Regions from separate parts of the Hordeum vulgare genome. Here region 2 is linked to region 1. Evidence: chromatin contacts called from public Hi-C data. All regions are on one chromosome and are shown on one strand. Each heading gives the region's core, a stretch centred on a gene start, on an enhancer-like site or on the middle of the called end of the contact. The rest is flanking DNA. Distances are from core to core; before and after follow the strand shown. Region 1 holds the start of LOC123407479 (cytochrome c1-2, heme protein, mitochondrial). Region 2 holds the start of LOC123410630 (28 kDa ribonucleoprotein, chloroplastic-like).

What was found. A called contact is a pair of places that touch in the nucleus more often than the background predicts.
Region 2: a Hi-C map of leaf shows a contact between it and region 1, with 4 times the contacts expected there. The contact joins the promoter of LOC123410630 here to the promoter of LOC123407479 in region 1. A contact is called at or near these places in 2 of 6 Hi-C or Micro-C datasets (leaf and seedling).

Annotation. Positions count from the first base shown.
Region 1 is chr7H:248,326,096-248,332,314 of MorexV3_pseudomolecules_assembly, forward strand. LOC123407479 (cytochrome c1-2, heme protein, mitochondrial) reads right to left here and starts at 3,029. Exons shown (of 8, transcript XM_045100615.1): 1 at 2,895-3,029; 2 at 2,124-2,191; 3 at 1,261-1,463; 4 at 819-1,098; 5 at 659-730; 6 at 97-213; 7 at 1-10. The coding sequence starts at 2,183.
Region 2 is chr7H:248,784,401-248,790,619 of MorexV3_pseudomolecules_assembly, forward strand. LOC123410630 (28 kDa ribonucleoprotein, chloroplastic-like) reads left to right here and starts at 2,443. Exons shown (of 4, transcript XM_045103574.1): 1 at 2,443-2,909; 2 at 3,723-3,824; 3 at 4,202-4,483; 4 at 4,640-4,990. The coding sequence starts at 2,505. The coding sequence ends at 4,702. It overlaps LOC123410629 (protein-L-isoaspartate O-methyltransferase-like), which reads right to left. Exons shown (of 4, transcript XM_045103571.1): 4 at 5,251-5,681. The coding sequence ends at 5,431.

The DNA.
Region 1 (6,219 bases), core at 1,779-4,278:
CCTTGCCCATCTGCGATAGAATTTAATGCTTCACTGTTAGCACAATAAGACAACAATTTACACATTAAGGGGCCAACAAAGGTTAAAACAACATGCCTGGGCTTCAGTTGCAGGAGTACCATCTTCATACTCAATAGCTCCATCCATAAGCATCTTAGGCATGGCTATGGCACCACCAGGGAAGTAGGGATTGTAATGCAGACCCTCACGAATCTATAATTTAATCAGCCAGAATAAGTTCACTAATGCCAAAAGAGTCTATTAGCAGCCTCTTGCTAGCTTTTAGAACAGAGGAGAAATTACAAAAAAAATGTAAACAGTATGAAAAATTAAAGGTTTACAACTATTATTATAGTTAGCACCCACTTGCTACATGATAGACAAAATAAGGTTTTTCAGTAAGTGTATAAAATACTGCAACCATCATAGAATATTCAGCAGAAACAATAAACATTGGCAGGGAAGGTAAATAAGTCTTCTCAGACTAGCCAAAAATCCAGATTGTGGAATGTATTCGTGTGTTGATGTGGAATGTATCCATATTATTGCATACCATGTGCCTTAGCAACTTATTAATGCAGGTACTGAGAGAGCATACAGAAAGGAAGTACAAAACATAAGCTACAAGATCGAGACAAAAAGCATACAGGAGGCTTACCTGAACACCAGCAGGTGGGTCATGGTAACCAGTAAGAAGAGCAAACACGTAGTTCTGGCCATCGTGCCTTGCCTGAGCTCATATGAATCAAATACAGTAAGTTAAAAGTTTGAGATGAAATATTACACCACTGCAATGCAAAGAGATGAGCTATTATTACCTTCGTGATAAGGCTGAGATCTGGGGGATATGCCCCACCATTTGCAAATCGGGCTGCTTGCTCATTTGGATAAGGCTGCGGGAAGCGATCACTCAGCTTGCCAGGACGCGTGAACATTTCACCCTCATCATTAGGACCATCAACCACTTCAATTTCAGCAGCCATTGCCTTAGTTTCCTCTTCAGTATAGGCCACCCCAACCAAATCACGGTATGAAATCAATGACATGGAGTGACAAGATGCACACACTTGCTGGTAAACTTGATGTCCACGGCGGATTCTGCTCAGAGATTTTGTTAGTATCTAAGGCATTACAGTTCAAATGAATGACCTAACTTTTTTTCACCATCTTACTGGGAAAATACATTAGCACAGACCAGATTTTGTTCATAATATTAATCTCAATGTGATGCATATATAAAATAAAAGAAGGGTGACTTACGATGCGTGATCGTAAGAGCTAAGGATGCCAGCATGCGGCCAGGGGTACTCTGCAGCTGCCAAACCATGCTCGGCTTCATCTGCAGATGCTATCGTACCAAAACATAAAAGACCAGAAGCACCAACTCCGAGAAGAGCCAATGCTCTCAGTCCAGCAGAGGACTCTTCATGCTTTCCCCGAAATGAAGAAAGCAGAGATGAGCCCTGGAAAAAAGATCATAATGTTAGAACAATCAGTCATAGCGCATAAATAGTACTCCCTCCGTCCGCTGCTTTAGTACAAAATTTGTACTAACTTAGTACTAAATTTGCGACACTTATTTTGGGACGGAGGGAGTAGTATTAAGTATTAACTAGTTGACGGCTTGACACAACCGAAAGTCTAGCATTGAGAACTATCCATTCTACTTTACACGGAAAGGTAACCCTGCCAAACTTTTAACCCTCAACCCCCCCCCCCCCCCCCCCCCCCCAAAAAAAAATGCAGAATTTGAGCAATAACTGGTTTCTCTATCAGAAAAAACTCAGTACGGACCAAAACAGACTAAGCATGCCAAGGATTTATTTCCAGCATATGGAGCAGTCATGTCATAACTTCAGTACAACATTGTTGAGGAAATTGTTAACTGGTAGCTGCTCAGTTGGCTGGCAAGTAGGGGATTAATGGGCTAATCAGCAAGGTAATCAATTACTCGGTAACCCTACGAGTAGGGATTAATCGGCAAGTTAACTAGTTAATCGGATGAGTTCTTGAATGGGAGTACAACCATGAAAACTAATAAAACAAATAATAACAGGATTGCATACTGGGCTAGTTTTCCAACAGACTGCATACTGAAGCAAGAGTTCAGAGAAAGCACTTACAGAAGACTGGCTCTGAAAAGTTTTCTTCAGAAGCTGGTTAATGGCCCTGCCGGCAGCCATTCAGGGCTCTGCATCAAAGATTACAAGCTGTGTTATAGAAGCAAGTTGGACTGATGTGATAATCATAAAAGCAACAGACAACAGATTCAAACTTGCTAGCGATAAATTGAATAACTGTCATTGCATTTACATTATCCAAGCCATCATATTGGAGAGGACTGGGAGAAAATCGTGGTACAAGCCCAATAATCACAAGGATATGTTGCAAAATGTTTATTATTTTCACAACGTCAAGCCCAAATCTTGAACACAAAATCAGGGCAGTTACCTCACATTAGAAACTAACAAAACTCAACAGATATTAGACCAGACACCAGACCAGGTTTGGCAGTAAAGTATGATGATCTCCACACGGAATGAAAAAAAATAAGAGACAAGACTGTAACGACCCTAAATGGCTCAGATTCACCGAAGTGTGGCGGGTGGAAATTCCATATCTACAGTTCGCAGGAACAACGAACCTAAATGGATCTAAGCCGAGACGCGCGATTGCTAACGGTACGACCACGGTGCGACGGCGCAAATGTATCAGATTCGCAGAAGAAACGTCGCGATCTATCTACGCGCTCGATTACCACTCACCTCCGAGACCTTGACCGGATCGCCCGTGCGCAACCACGCGACGACCGGAGCAGATCACAAGATCGGGTAATATATTGTTGAAACGGGAGGGAACGGGTAGAAAAGCAGTGAAGGGCGTAGCACAGTTACCGATTGGGAGCGGACTTGGCACGGCGAGGCGGGGCTCCGACGAGCGGCGGCGCGGGAGGTGGGGAGCGGGTGGGAGGGAGGTGGATGGAGGCGCAGGCTTTGTGGCGATGTGAGGGACGCGTTGAGAGTGAGGAGGCTTTGGGGGCGTCACGCTGACACGTGGGCCCCTTGCCCCGAGGATCTCGTATGGCCATCTAGGCGGGCCGTGCCGTGCCGGCCCAAAGTCCTGAGATCGCGGATCGGTCTGGCACGTGAAGCAAAACGCTAAATTAGACCCCGTTTGATCATCGTTTTCATTTTCGGCCCGTAGAACATTTCCATCGGATGGGCTTGCTGCACATGTTTGGTTTGTTGTATTTAGGCATGTCAAATTTACATTCTTTTTTAAAGAAAGGCGAGTGATACGTGGACCGGCCGAAAACCTAGCCGGTCACATGTGAGCCCTCCGATTTGGATTCCTGCAGCCGTCGAATTGTCGGATACCTTCTTTCCAAATCATCTCCTTCTCTGACTTGGTCAACGGAGCAGTTCGTGCTCTCCAACCATCACGTGCGCGCTCCCGCGCAAGAGCAGCACTTCCCCGCTTCCCTCTCCGCATCACCGCTGGCTGCACCTCCTGTATCATAGCACTCCACATGGCTTGAGGGTGTCGATCGTTGCCACTGGTCGCACCTCATATTGTAGCAACACCATTCAGCCCCATCTCCTCCTCCCAGTGCTCCCTCATGGCGTCGACCGAGAGCAAGGCGCAGCTTCTCTCGTCACCGGTTTCAGCATGTGGAGCTCGCGGTCATAGCTTCCGGATCCACCGTTGCAACTTTTCATGATTTTCCATGAATGAATGAATGAAGCCACTGGTCATTGACATGAATGGTTGCAGCAATTTCCTTTGTCGATTGTAGCAAAATCGGACGAATGTTGCAATAAAATTGTCGCCGCCCGCCGTCATTGTTCGCATTATCAACATGAATGGTTGTAGCAATTCTCATCACTTGTCGTAGCAAAATCCGATGAAGGTTGAAGAAAAATCATTGTTGTCGCCGTTGCGGGACGCATCATCAATGTGAATAGTTGTAGCAATTCTCATCTCCAGTCGTAACAAAAGTCGACAAAGGTTGAAGCAAAATCGTCATTATCATCATCGCTCGTCCTAGATCGTGACATCGACATGAATGGTTGTAGCAATTCCCATCGTCGGTTGTACCAAAGACTAACGAGGGTTGAACAAAAAATATCTTTGTCGCTATCGACATGAATGGTTGCAACAATTTTCATCGTCAATCATATCAAAGGGTGATGATGGTTGCAGCACCAGGACTCACAATTTGTAGCTTTGCTTGTGGATGATGAGGGAGCAAGGGGTGACTTGGTTGGGCAGTGATCTGCGCCGGTGCGCCGGCCCAAACACTCGGTCGGTCGCCCACGGGCCTGTAATGCCCCAAGAGTGTAACTTGCCTTTATTGGAACATTCTCTATGTGGGTCCAACTTGTCATTGATATGAGAGCTTATGCATGTGTTATTTCATGTGTCACCTTGCTTTGTTTTCCTTTGCATGCATGCATCCATTCCATTCATCCATGTCTTGTGTTTGTTGCTTTGTGATTCCATGTGAGGTGGTGGTGTGATGTTGGATGTGTGAAATGATGTGGATGTAGTTTGATAGTAGGGAGTGCTTGTGGTTTGCAATAGGATTCAAAACAACTCCCTCTCTATTTATCTCTAGGTCAAGATTCTTTTGCTCCACCCCTGTTTCAAAAGTGTCCATGTTTTAGTACGTTTTGTGGTGATTGTGGAGATATGTATTTGTTGTTTTGAACTTTGATTAAGAGGTGCAAGATATTCACAAAACAGTGGATTAAATACTGTTTTGTAAATATTTATAGACTCCAAAAATCCCTTTTACATTTTATTCAAGTAGCTCATAAATCCTTATGACCGGGATTATTTTTTGCTTTATTTTTAGCATCTCAATTTAGCCTGTGCTTTTATTTTAGTTGCTGGTGTGATTTAAATAGAAAACCCCACGGGTTTTCTCTTTTATCAAGCGCAGCATGGGCCTCCTCTCTTTCTCTCCCGAGGCCCAGCACTCCTCTCTTTTCCTTTCGGCAGCCCACCTAGCGCTCCTTCTCCTTTCTTCACACGGCGTCTACCCCGTGCGCTTGCTTTCCGTCAGACTGCAGTGAGAGAGCGAGCACGCCGTGAGGCTCACGGACGTCGAGGCCATCATATAATCCTTGATGTGTGTGCCCCTTGGCCTAGGGTTCCGCGTCCCCCCATCTAGCGCTGCCACACCTCCCTCCATCTCTCCTTCCTCCCTAGGTAAGTTGTTGTAGATCCGGTAGCAGAGAGGGTGCAATAGCACGTCGCCGTCGTCATCCGTGCATCCGTCGCCTCCGGCGCCGGCCACCATGTCCGGGAGCTCGGGGAGAGCCCCCGCACTCCATTCCCGTCCTCGGTGAGGCCAGGGAGCGACCACACCGACGGTCAGCTCCATGTCGATGGCGTTTTCCCGGCGGCTTGTTCCCCCATGCTTTGGTTCGGCATCCAGACTTCATCAGGCTTCTTTAGATCTTCTCCAAGCTTCTCCCTCCGATCGGATCGACCCCTTCTCCTTCCCCCAGGGTGAGTCGTGCTCCTTCCTTCCTTCCCCCTCTGGAGATGCGCCTATCTGCTCGCTGATCGATGACGTGCTTCTCGGTCCAGAGACGAGATCAGTCGGTCCAGTTCATGTGATGTGTGTAGGTGCTCTGCTCGTCCCGTTCATCAGGGCAACGTCGTCCCACGCAGCGTTGTAGTAGCGTTAGATGACCCACTGGCGCAGTAGTAGCATTAGGAGGCCGCTCCGGTGAGCGACACCGCCGCATCTCTGTATAGCAGAGCAGGGCGTCCGATGAGTGTGTGTGTTACCTAGTATAACACCTCTGTTCTGTCGAGATCCGTAGTGTAGCGTAGTGGTTGCAGTGTGGTGCGTTGGTTAGTCAATCGTGGGTTTCAGTCCCACTGTTGCCACCCCCCTTTTTTATATTTATTTCGCACAGTAGCATAAGCAACAGCAGAGACACTTTAACCTGTTTCACCTCCATGTTTTGTCGAGCACATGAACAGTAGCAGAGTGGTGGCTTGTGTGTTGGTGAACCACGAGATCCAGGGCTTGAATCCCTCTCGTGTTCCTTTTAATTTTTTGTTGCTTTTCTTCTCTGTTTTGCTATGTTTGCTTGGATAGTTGCTGATGCTTGGTCACCATATGGGGATTTTATTTCTCCTTACAAGCAGCATGTTGTCTATGGTTTTTTATTGCTAGCATGATAGAAATGCATGGTAGGC
Region 2 (6,219 bases), core at 1,193-3,692, 460 kb after region 1:
AAAAATAATGAAAGAATTCTTTATTTAACATTACCTTAAATTTTGTTTACTTATTTGACACTGAATAATTTTTCTCGCTATGTCACAACGAGTCTAAATTTTATGCACTTTATGATATTTTTATCCATTTTAAACCTAAATGACATCTAACTCTTTTGCCTTCATGTCATATGTGTGTACGGGACAATAACACACACAATAATCAATGCGGGGCAGTAGCACACACAATAAAAATGACACATGCGACAGTATATACACACGCAACAACATACAACATCATACGCACAACACACACGTAACATCACACAAACGCATGCACGCTCACACGTAACCACACGAACACAACACACACACGACGCGCACACACGAACACAACACACACACGACGCGCGCACACGAACACAACACACACGACGCGCGCACACGAACACAACACACACGTAGCAGCACATGCAGCAGCACGCGCACACGCATAGAAGCAGCACACGCACATGTGCACATATGCAACACCACATACACGTAGCAACACATGTAGCACGCACGCACACACACACAGCAACGCAGCACATGCGTACGCACGCACAAACACGCAGCAACACACATGCAACATCAGGAACATACATGTGCGTGCGCACATGCACACGCAACAGCACACACACAAACAGACTGTATGAGGGATAAAATGGTCTTTTCAGGTGTCATTTGAGCTTAAAATGAATAAAAGTATTATAAAAAACATAAAATTAAGGATTGTTGTTATATAGAGAAAAAAATAATTTATCGATGTTAAATAGGGCATAAAATTTAAACATGGTTAAATAAGGAATTCTCTCAAAAATGATACCAGAACGTTTTTTGAATTTGTTTTTTAAGGAACATTTTAAAACTTTTGAAAAATATTTCATCACATGATTTGTGTTGAAAATCCCAAACACTTTTGAATTTATGAACAAATTTAAAATATGAGCAACATTTTTTTTCAAATTTCTGAACAATTTTTTAAAACATGAACATATTTTGAAAATCTAATCATTTTTCCAACAGAAAGGTATTTCTCAATTTATGAACTAAATTTGAAAAACTGAAATTCTTAAAAAATCCGCATTTAAACATTTTCTTAAAACAAAAACAAAACAAGAAAAGTACAGGAAAATGAACAGAAATAGGAAAAGGAAAATAACTTGAAAAAAAAGAAGGAATTGAAATAGAAACAGAAGAAAATAAAAAGAAACAATCGGAAATCTTAAAAACCTAGTAAAAACCCGGTTCGGGAACTTTTTAGAAGGTTTCCAAAACCGGGATCCTATAGCACTTTAAGCCTTTCGAAAATGGGCCCATGTCGTTCTCTCGTATTCTTCTATGCGCGTTTCATCGACAGTTTTCCGTACTGAGCGTTCGATAGGATATTTCGTTTGAGGGAGCCACTAGTTAGCGAATGCTCCTTCAAAAACCTCCTAGTAAGCACTCCCGCGTGTTGTCACATGACGCGTTCTTAGCCGTCGTCACATGTCATGCTCTGAGCGCTGCCTCTGAGTTTTAATTTTTATTTTTTCGCACGTGTTTACGGTTTTTTAGTTCTTTTAGTTTTTTTGGTGTTTTGGTTTTTCACCAATCTTTATTACTTTTTTGACAAAACAAATTGTAAAAAAAATGTGTTTTCTGTTTTTTTGCGAGAGACACGATTTTGTCTTTGCGAGAGGCACATCCATGGTTTTTTACGAAAAAAATGTTTTTTTGCGAGAGGCGCGGTTTGCTTCCACGAAAGGTACGGTCTTGCCTTTACGAAAGGTATGGCTGTGCCTCTCAGAAAGGAAAAAAAACGCGTTTTCTGTTTTTTTCCCGTGAAAGGCATGGTTTTGCCTGCCTCTCACAAAGGAAAAAACACCATTTTTTTGCAAGAGGCATGGTTTTTCTTTCGTGAGAGACACGGTTTTGCCTTCGTGAAAGGCATGGTCGTGCCTCTCGGAAAGAAAAACACGTGTTTACTATTATTTTTTCTATCGCCAGAGGCACGATTATTTTGGTATGCTTATTTTGGTGAAAAAAAGTTTGTTAAAATCTATCAACATGGAATCTAGTTTTGAAGATCTCGACGCGAGAAATTCAACGATGAAAACGGTTCAAGATTTGGACGCACGGTTTAGAAGATAAAACGTTTTAAAAATATGAATCTACGAAAAAAAGAAAACTTTCATGTTATTACAAGTGACACGCATGCAGTACGTCACTTGTTGCAACCTGAAAAAGGTGAAAGTAACTTTAAAAAGGAATACATACTTATTAATTAGTGATTTCGTTGGCTTGGAGTTTATCTTTTTCGTTTGTCATTTGGGGGGCAAGACCGAAAACAATCCAAAGGCTCACAAGAAAGCATGTGGGAAGCCCATCAAAGCCGACAAAAGCCCAGCGCAGCGTGTATAAAAAAGCAAATTCGGAGGACGGAGCACCTCAAGCTCAAATCCCTTCCCCTGCTCGCCTGCCCCCCCTTATCCCCTTCAGTCACCATGGCCACCTCCGCCATGACACTCGCCATGTCTGCGGCAACGGAGGCCTCGCTCTTCCACCCCGCGTTCGCCGCCCAACACAAGCTCGCCCCGGCGTCCGCCTCCCTCCCACTCATTTTCTCTCGCGCGCCGCTCCTCCGCTCCACCCGCCCCCGCGTCCCCCTTACGCCCCTCGTCACCTCCTCCGACGCCGCTGAGGCGGGCCTCGACTGGGCCGACGCGGAGGAAGCTGAAGAGACGGTGACGGAGGAGGAGCCCGTGGTGGCGGCCTCCGGTGGGGACGCGGGGTACACAGCGGAGCCGCCCGAGGAGGCCAAGGTGTACGTCGGGAACCTGCCGTATGATGTCGACAGCGAGCGGCTCGCCCAGCTCTTCGACCAGGCCGGTGTCGTCGAGGTCGCCGAGGTGAGCCTACCGCTGCAACACCTAAAGTAATAGTAGCGGGTAAAATTAATAACAGCAATGCGTAAGTACGATTTCCCCCGGTTAATACCATTTTGCTACCTGTACAAGTTTGGGACTGTGTGTGTAATCAGATGTTAATTCGAGTGGTAAGCATATCAGTGTTGGCGTGAGTTTATGTAATCAAATACAGTAATATCAGACACTAGAATTCTCAAGCATACCAGTGTTCCCGCAATAAAAAAAAACCATTTTGGTCCTACGCAAGTTTGGGACTCTGTGTAATCAGATGTTCATTTGAGTGGTAAGCATATCAGTGTTGCCGTGAGTTTGTGTAATCAAATAATATGAGACACTAGAATTCTCAAGCATATCAGTGTTCCCGCCAAAAAAAAAAAACATTTTGGTACCTGCACAAGTTTGGGACTGTGTGTAACCAGATGTTAATTTGAATGGTAAGCATATCAGTGTTGGCGTGAGTTTGCATAATAAAATAATATCAGACACTATAATTCAAATGCATATCAGTGTTTGTGTAACTGATGCAATTTTAGGGTAGCTAATCGCAGTCTCTATTTGTTGCCATCCCATCTTCATATTTTCAAGAAACGACTTATTTTATATTTCCTTGTTGGCGCGAGTCCTGTTGTTTTTTCATTCACGTTCTTCTGTTGTCTATTGTTAAACCCTATAGAAATTGCATTACTTGTATAGGCTTGAGAATTACAGTGTCTGATATTATTTGTATAAACGGGCGTGCTGTGCTGTGCTCGATTGATTTTCTTATTTTGTTGACCTTGCTTTGTTCAACTCCAGGTCATTTACAACAGAGAGTCAGGCCAGAGCCGTGGATTTGGATTTGTTACCATGAGTACTATTGAGGAAGCTGACAAAGCCATCGAGGCGTTTAACCGCTACGTTAGTGCATATCAATCTTCTCATTTCTTTTTAGTTCTTTGAATTGTTTAGAGTTCACAGATAATAGAATTTTATTTCATACTCTGACTTGAACATATGAAATTGTTTAGAGTATTTTTCATCACTTGCATGACTTCAAGTTATTTATATATGTTGCCATTACGCATGAAATTGGATGTACCTTGAGACAACTTGAACATATCACTTGATAAAAAGGGATTATTATCACCTTGACTGGCATGTATCCCTTATCTGGTGTCCTAGATCGCACATTATGTTTGATGAACAAATAAGTGCAGTAACCTGAAAAATGTACAACATGATGTATAAGTTGCATATTTTGCTGAGTAGCCGGCTGATTACCTTCTGTTTAACAGGACATCAGCGGAAGGCTTCTGAACGTAAACAGGGCAGCTCAAAGGGGCTCCCGTGTTGAGAGACCTCCTCGACAGTTTGCATCTTCTTTCAGGGCTTATGTTGGTAACCTGCCATGGCAAGCGGAAGACTCTAGGTTGGTGCAAATGTTCAGCGAGCATGGGGAAGTAGTTAATGCTACGATCGTGTATGACAGAGAAACTGGGCGTTCGCGAGGATTTGGTTTTGTAACTATGGCTTCAAAGGAGGATCTTGACAGTGCTATTTCAGCGCTTGATGGACAGGTGAGAACATCATAAGCACCACTATATCATTTTCATAAACTACATAACTACAACATGGATGCAAATAATTTCTCCAGAATCATCGACTTTCATAGTGTGTATGTCAAACATTTAAGTTCCGAACTGATGCTAATTTGTTGTTGTCATGTACTCTAGGAGATGGATGGCCGCCCACTCCGAGTGAACGTTGCAGCAGAGAGACCACAGCGAGGGTTCTGATGCGGCGCAGCGGCGGAGAGCATGGCTTGGCGTTTCTCGTGGACACATGGGAACACTGCTGAAATGTTACTGCAGAAGACTGAAGCATGTCACCACTTGAAACTCCCGCATTAGCCTCCTGATGCTGGCTCTCCTCCCATCCCATATTTTTTTCATGCTTTCGTTCGCTGCTGATGTAATCATGTTAATTTCTTGTCAATACCATGAGTTCAACTTTTCAAGTAGGCTACTGTAATGATGCCCTAGTGTTCTCATGATAATCGAAGAAGCTTTTGTTGGTAATGCTAATATGATATATGTATTCAAAGGACAGAAAGCACGCCTTTTTTACTTTTGCAGTTACGTCTGCCTTGCAACGTGACAATTTTTACAGAACCAAAGATATGTTGGGTCGCTCGAATTTACAGGGCACGTTAACATATGCCACCCCAAATTGCCATTGACAAGAGAACAACATTGCGAGAGCAGTTGCTACGAGAAAGCATGATGCGCGCTCACAGATGCTACCAGGTACAAGAGGTAGCCATTCCTCAAGACGGTACAATAGATAGTCAAACACAAAACATATGCTTTAATACTTTGATGAAGTGCCAGTATCCTACATTGCCCATGAACCCCAGCGTTTTGCAGCGACAGCAGGATACATTTTATGCCCAATCATAACGCCTTGATAATGAGGTTTTAGGTTCACACATTGAAGATAGCATTTGGTTGGCAGAATGCGGCGATCAATTTGAGTGCAACTGGGCATCCTTGCTGGTGAGAGGCACATAGCGCACAGACGTCTCATCTCTTATGCTGACACCGCCATCTTGCTTCTTGTCAACCACCTTCAGCTCCTGGAAGATGGTCCCAACCGGGATCACCATTCTGCCACCAGGCTTCAGCTGCTCGATTAGCGCCTCTGGAATCTGCGGTGCTGCAGCTCCGACATGGATGCAGTCATATGGTGCAAGCTCGGGCCAGCCTTCCCTACCATCTGCATCATCAGTTGCAAACATTATAGTTTGAGATACACCGTAGTAATATGGGCACAATTGCTAAGGGATTCCATGAAAAGGAGAAATATACACATAAAAGAAATGGAGAGGGAACAACCGTATGGTATGGTGAAACAATAGACTCACTTTTCTCTTCTCTTCTCTACCTACTTACTTCAAAAATAAGCAGCGTTCCTTTTCCTGCGAGGGAGAACTCTTTGTTAACCGGTTGCCCACTCTCATCACGTCTCTCTATCGTTTTTTTTCATCCAGCCGGTTTGTTTTTCACCATGCCATATTTGACCGCACGTTCCTAGTATGCCGCTCAATCACATTGATTTACTTACCTTTTGCACCAATTCCACCTTAATTTACTTACTAAACTTCTCCTCAAACTATAAGGTAAATTGCGGGCAGAATTTGATAAACATTTATTTGAACAATCACATTAACATGGGCAGTTAGATCACGAACTAACATACTAGAATATTTATATCCTGTTGCAACGCATGGGCATTGACCTAGTTGAAGAATAAA